2 separate regions of the Macaca mulatta genome follow, and region 2 is linked to region 1. The links are chromatin contacts, called in public Hi-C maps. All regions are on one chromosome and are shown on one strand. Each heading gives the region's core, a stretch centred on a gene start, on an enhancer-like site or on the middle of the called end of the contact. The rest is flanking DNA. Distances are from core to core; before and after follow the strand shown.

Region 1 (2,700 bases), core at 14-2,513:
AGAGGGGAATGGGGCTTGTCGAGGAAGAAGCTGGTGACTCGACCTTCCCAAAAGATCAGCCCTGTGGCACTCCATCTACCTTCTGCACCCTCTGCCCTCAGATTCTGGCAGCAGCTGGAAAGTCTGGGGCTGCCTGTGCTGCTTCTGGGAGGCAGTGAGATCCTGTGGGCCAGGGAGCATCTGCCAGACGTGTATGCCTTGGGGAGGGGCATCCTGGGGAAGTGCATTTCCACAGGAGTGGGAAGGTGCAGGCTTGGAGGAGAGGCAGATGTGAATAATCTAAACACCTCTCAAGAGCTCTTCCCTGCCCAGGGTATTTGAGGAAATGAAGGGATGGTTGTTGAAAACTCCTGGCAGCCAGAGCCCAGCTGGCTAGCATACTACTCAATAGCATGCACCCCTATTTCAGCTTCCCCAGGACCACACTCTCCCCTCAGCACACCACCCCTTCCCCCGGCCTCCTTCCTGCCTCGCTCACATTCCTCCTCTGCCTAGAATCCCCTTTCCCTTCTTCCCTGCCTGTGGACCTCCTACCCGTGCCCCAAGGCCCCACACAAATGCTCTCTCCATGGTGAGGCACCACTTGCTGCTCCAGGCTCTGCCATCAGAGCACCTGCTGGCAACAGTATTTCATCTGGCCCGTGGTGGAGAGGGTGTCCCCACCTTCCCCAAGACTGAGAGCTCCCTGAAGGCAGAGTCAGCTCCAGCACCCAGCCTGCCGCAGGATCACAGCAGAGTTCTACTGGGTGAGTTAAGTGTAAGTGATCTGATCCCACCAGCATCCCTGAGACACACACACACACACACACACACACACACACACATTGGCCTCTGGCCCAGCCTGAGCCAAGGTGAGCAGCGGCCATGGCAAGCATTCTGCCCACAAGGGGAGTAACCTTCCAAATGTTTTCCCCTTGCTTCCCTCCTGACCCAGTCCTCACAGCCTCAACCTAAGGAAGTCCTTCTCAGGCACCTGGCACCCCAGGCCTTTTGCCCTTAGCAGAAAAGGAGGTGCTCAACCCAGCCACCGCCTCCCAACCCCCACCTCTGCACATAGCCCCTCATCTCGGTGCCCCTCAAAGCTGACCAGCCCTGGGAGAGACCGAAAGCAAAGAATAGGGGGAGGCGGCCCCCTGAGAACTCCATGCAACAGCAGCTCCATTCCAGAAGCTGGAAACAGCTTGCGGAGAAACCAAGAAGGGGGAAACAGCTTGCGGAGAAACCAAGCAGCGGCCTCGGCTCCCTCAGTCAAGCAGATGGGTGTGGAGGAGATCCAGCCAAGTACCCCTCCTCTCCTCTCCCCTCTCAGCCATCCCCCACTCCCACCGCCCTCTCCTGCCAGCAGCTCAGAAAGGTCAGGCGCCTGGGAAGCCTTTAATTCCATTTTAATGAGCTGGAGAAGAGTCCCCGGGGAACCAACACCTGCTCATTTATCTGTCCATGCCCCCAAGCCTGCCCTTTACCGGAATGGCAGCCCCCTTGACAAAAGCAGAACCCCAATAATAGCAATTTGGGAAACTCATCCTTTGGTTACTAGGATAGAACAAGAGTTTGAACCCCCACCTCCATACAGGAGAAGAAACTTAAAGAGCCACAGAATCTCACCCCCACAGGCTCTGCACTTCCACAACCCCCTCCGTGGAGCAGAAACCCTGGGAACTCTGCGAGGGGCTGTGGAGGGAGCCTTGCCTGGGTTCCGGGGCTCTGGAAGAGCATCCACCACTTCCCACTAACACTCCTTCCTCAGCCACTCCAGGAAGCCCGCCTAGCTACCTGTCTTCTACCCAGCCTCAGCCCTGGGTCTGGCTGGCCTGCCCATGGCCTTTCTGTCCTCAAGGCCCCCAGCTCCAGCCACTCCAAATCTCTGGCTAGTTTTCTACACTGTCTCTGTTGGTCAGGCCCTTAGGTCCATCTGTCCCTCTGCAGCCTCTCTCTTCACACCTCACTTGGTTCATGCCCTCCTGGACACGGTCCCCACCCCATCTGGAGGATCCCAAAGAGAAACCAAGGTTAGTGCTGTGTATGCCAATGGCTGGGCCTTCTAACCTCATGGGGGCTGAGAGTCCAGCAGGGGCTTGCACATCCCTCAGAAAGCTGCTGACTGGGCCAATGGCTTCATCCTACCCATTCGAGGTGGGGCAGAAGGCTGGGGTGTGGGAGATGCCCCAACTCCTCCCACCCCCACACCCCCACTTCCCCTCACTCCATCCTCACTTATGGCTCCCATCTCTCTCTCTCACACACACACATACACACACACACATACACACACACACACGCCCCAGACAGGCTCTATCCACCACTCCCTCCCGTGGTCTCCTCTCCCCACATCCCACCACCTAGGCAGGCTCTTACCAAGATGACAGCTGCCACGGCCCCGGCCTCCTTGTCCACTAGCGGTATGACCAGCACTGAGGGGGAGAGGGCAATGAGGTGCTCCTGCAGGGCTGGTGAGGCTCAGAGATACCAAGCCGGGACCCAGGGCGGGGACACAAAGATGTAGACAAAGAGAGGCCAGGACAGAGACACAGAGAGACCCCAAAACCCACAGAAACATAGAGGCGGGTCCTGAGGCAGTGACAAAAACAACCTCAGCAACAGCCTCTGCATGGAAGGAAACCCCTTCACTCAGTAACCTTCTCGTGATCCTCTCAGGGTTGCAGGGAGGAAGGCAGGTGAGGCTGAGCACCTCTATTTTAC
Region 2 (2,700 bases), core at 187-2,686, 38 kb after region 1:
TGGGGCAAGAGAGTGACAAGTTCAGGTCTGTGCATTAGAAAGATCCTCCTGGTGGCCACGTGGAGGATGGGGGAAACTGAAAGCAAGCAGCCAGTGAGTGGCCCAGGGGAGAGTTGAGGGGGCCTGGACCCAAGCAGGGGGCGGAATGGAGAGGAGAGGAACTCGGGAAATACTCAGGGCAGAGAATCAACAGGGAATTGTTGGGTGAGGGTGTGGAGGACAAGGGAGTAGTCTGGAGTGACTCCCAGGTGAGTTGGGAGGAGGAATCCTCATGGGAGGACTTCCAGGCTGGGGATATATGGGGTGAGGGGAGTTGGCCTTGATATGGGGGTGGTCCTAGTCTGGAAGGCTGGGGCTGGGATATGACTCCAGCCTCCCCGTCCTCCCAAGGGTGAGGGCACCACTCAGACTGATCTTCAGTCTGCGCCCCACCCCCTCAAGCCCACCCACTTCTCCCTCCACTGAGCTCTCACCTCTAGTCGGTCGTCTCTATTCCCTGGGGGTCCTGGCTCCTTTGCAAGGGGGTCCAGGCTGGCTGCAGAGACAAGAAGGTCAGGGGCTGAGGCCGGCCAGGCCTTCTCCCCTTCTCCCTAGCCTGCCCTCCCATTAGCCCCCAGCAGGCCCATGGATGGCCCCCTCCTCCAGGAAGCCTTGCCCGCTTGCACCTTGCTCTCTCCCCAGACTCCCTCCTTATTCTCTGCTTCCCATAGGCACCTGTGGCTCTGCCATATTCTCTGTTCCTTGACTCTGAGGACAGAGCCATAGTCCTTCTTTCCACCTAGGGCTTCTAAGGAGTGGAAATGACCACCTCTTTACTCTTTCTGAGGCCTCCTCCACTTCTGCTTCTCTCCAGGGAGCTCCACTAGCCCTCTCTAAGCCTCAGTTTCCCTATCTGTAAAACGGGATCCATAATGTCCACCTCACATAGTCACTGGGCCTCCACAGTGAGTTGGGCCTTTACTCACAGACAACCAAGGGGCTTCCAGCCCAGGTGTTGTGAGTCTCAAATGAATGTGAGCGCATGTGGGAGCCCCCGCCCCAGCCTGGCACCCAGTCATCTGGACTGGGATCAGATCCTCCAGCCTGTATCCCACCGGCACCACTTCCACAGCTCCTGGAATGCTGGCGGTGGAGACATTGCCACAGCAGCCTGGAGACACAACAGGGACCTGCCCACTCGTTCTCCAGAAGCCCACCATCCCACGGCATTCCAAACCCCCAGCCTCTCTGAGGGGCACTGCCTAGGGCCTGGCTGCCAGGCTGCTGCCCCTCTCCACCCCCACCCAACAAGCCTACCCAGGCATCGGACAGGCGGCGGGATATTCTGAGCCTGGCTTCGTTCCCGTCAGCTGCTGGCCGCCATGCCAGCCTGGCGCGGGTGCAGGGGCTGATTTGATTTGGCAGCTTCAGCATCGTGTGGTGGGGACTGGGAGGGGGAGGGGGATGAGACACCCATCCCTGCTAGTCCCTGCTAGGAAATAAACAGCCTGAGGCGCTCCTTCTGTGAGCTGGGGGGAGGGCACAGTCTGGCATGGAGGAGGTTCTGGGTTCCCTGCTGGTGTCCCCCTCTTCTCGCCTGGGCACTGGATACCTGCCCACGACTGCTGGAATCTCTGGCTCTCCTTGGGTTGACCGTAGGGGTGACAGGAGCTGCACCTGGTGTGCGGAGGCTTGTGGTGTGGCCGAGGCAGGGTGTCTGGTTGTCCCACATGTCCCTTTTTCCTGCAGGGTCTTCCCTCTTAGCTGCGCCTGCAGCTGGGCCTGAGTGTCACCTCGGGAGACTTGGTCTGTGTGTGGTGTGATGGTCTAGGTGTGGCCATCTCCCGCAGTGACTGTGGTGTGTGGCTGGGCCTCTATGAGGTGCTGACTGCAGCCCAGGGTGTGGTGAGGTCACCCATGTGCCTGACTCTCCTGTAGGGCCTGGTATGTATTGGCCCTGGCCTGTTCCTTCCCTCTGTGCAATGACCCCACTCACCCAGCTGTGTCCGGCAGAGGAAAAGAGGAAATGACGAGGGTTGAGATAAGTGCCTGACCCCAGGGCCGTCCCTTTTATCCACAAAGCCTGAGTCTTCTTTTCCACCCACAGCCAGATGGGCCACCTGCTAAGCAGCCAGGGACAGCCCCTCCCCTCCCCTGACAGGAGGGAGTGCCAGTTTCATGGCAGAATCCAGCTCCCCCATCAGGCCTCCCATCACTCCCAGGACAGGTTCCTGCCCCCCAGCAGAGGCACTGCCCCGAGGTGGAGGCAGGCTGCTGGCTCCTGTCCCTCCCCAACCCCACCCAACTTCTGGTTCCCCGTCCAGCCAATTTCAAGTGTGGAGAAAGTGGTTAGGATAAGGGGAGTCTCAGCTAGGTATTCCCAGCTCCCCATAATCCCACCCAGCCTGTGTTTACCACTCTCCTATCTCTTGTACACAGGCCCCCCAGGCCAGAGAAGTTCACCCCTCCTGGACACTGGAATCTGCACCAAGCCGCCAATAACCTACCAGTGCCCTGGAGGCCTGGACTCCCTAGCCGCCAGTTAGAGAACTGCTGCTGGAGAAACAGGGCTTCTGATGCCCAGACCTCTGCACTGTGGGGTCAGACCAGGACCCTAGTCCTAAGGGGCCAACAGGCCAGGGCTGTGTCCAAGCCACCAGCCAGGGAGGTCAGGGGAGGGTAGAGTCTGCTTTAGGGAAGAGTTAGCCTCTCATCTGTCAC

Evidence for each region. Hi-C and Micro-C count contacts between places; a contact is called where the count stands out from the background.
Region 2: a Hi-C map of fetal cortex germinal zone shows a contact between it and region 1, with 2.3 times the contacts expected there. The contact joins two enhancer-like sites. A contact is called at or near these places in 6 of 14 Hi-C or Micro-C datasets (CD4 T cells, blood, cortical neurons and 3 more).

The regions. Positions count from the first base shown.
Region 1 is chr14:72,932,993-72,935,692 of T2T-MMU8v2.0, forward strand. It overlaps PDE2A (phosphodiesterase 2A), which reads right to left. Exons shown (of 31, transcript NM_001130826.1): 6 at 2,356-2,411. Among named protein-coding and RNA genes, the nearest start is that of MIR139, 21 kb to the right of the region's middle. Within about 2 kb of position 1,264, at least 5 of the 40 cell types and tissues checked have an H3K27ac peak or open chromatin away from gene starts, as enhancers often do. A contact at or near this core is called in fetal cortex germinal zone, where this site is marked.
Region 2 is chr14:72,970,810-72,973,509 of T2T-MMU8v2.0, forward strand. All of the region lies in intron 2 of PDE2A (phosphodiesterase 2A), which reads right to left. Among named protein-coding and RNA genes, the nearest start is that of MIR139, 17 kb to the left of the region's middle. Within about 2 kb of position 1,437, at least 10 of the 40 cell types and tissues checked have an H3K27ac peak or open chromatin away from gene starts, as enhancers often do. A contact at or near this core is called in fetal cortex germinal zone, where this site is marked.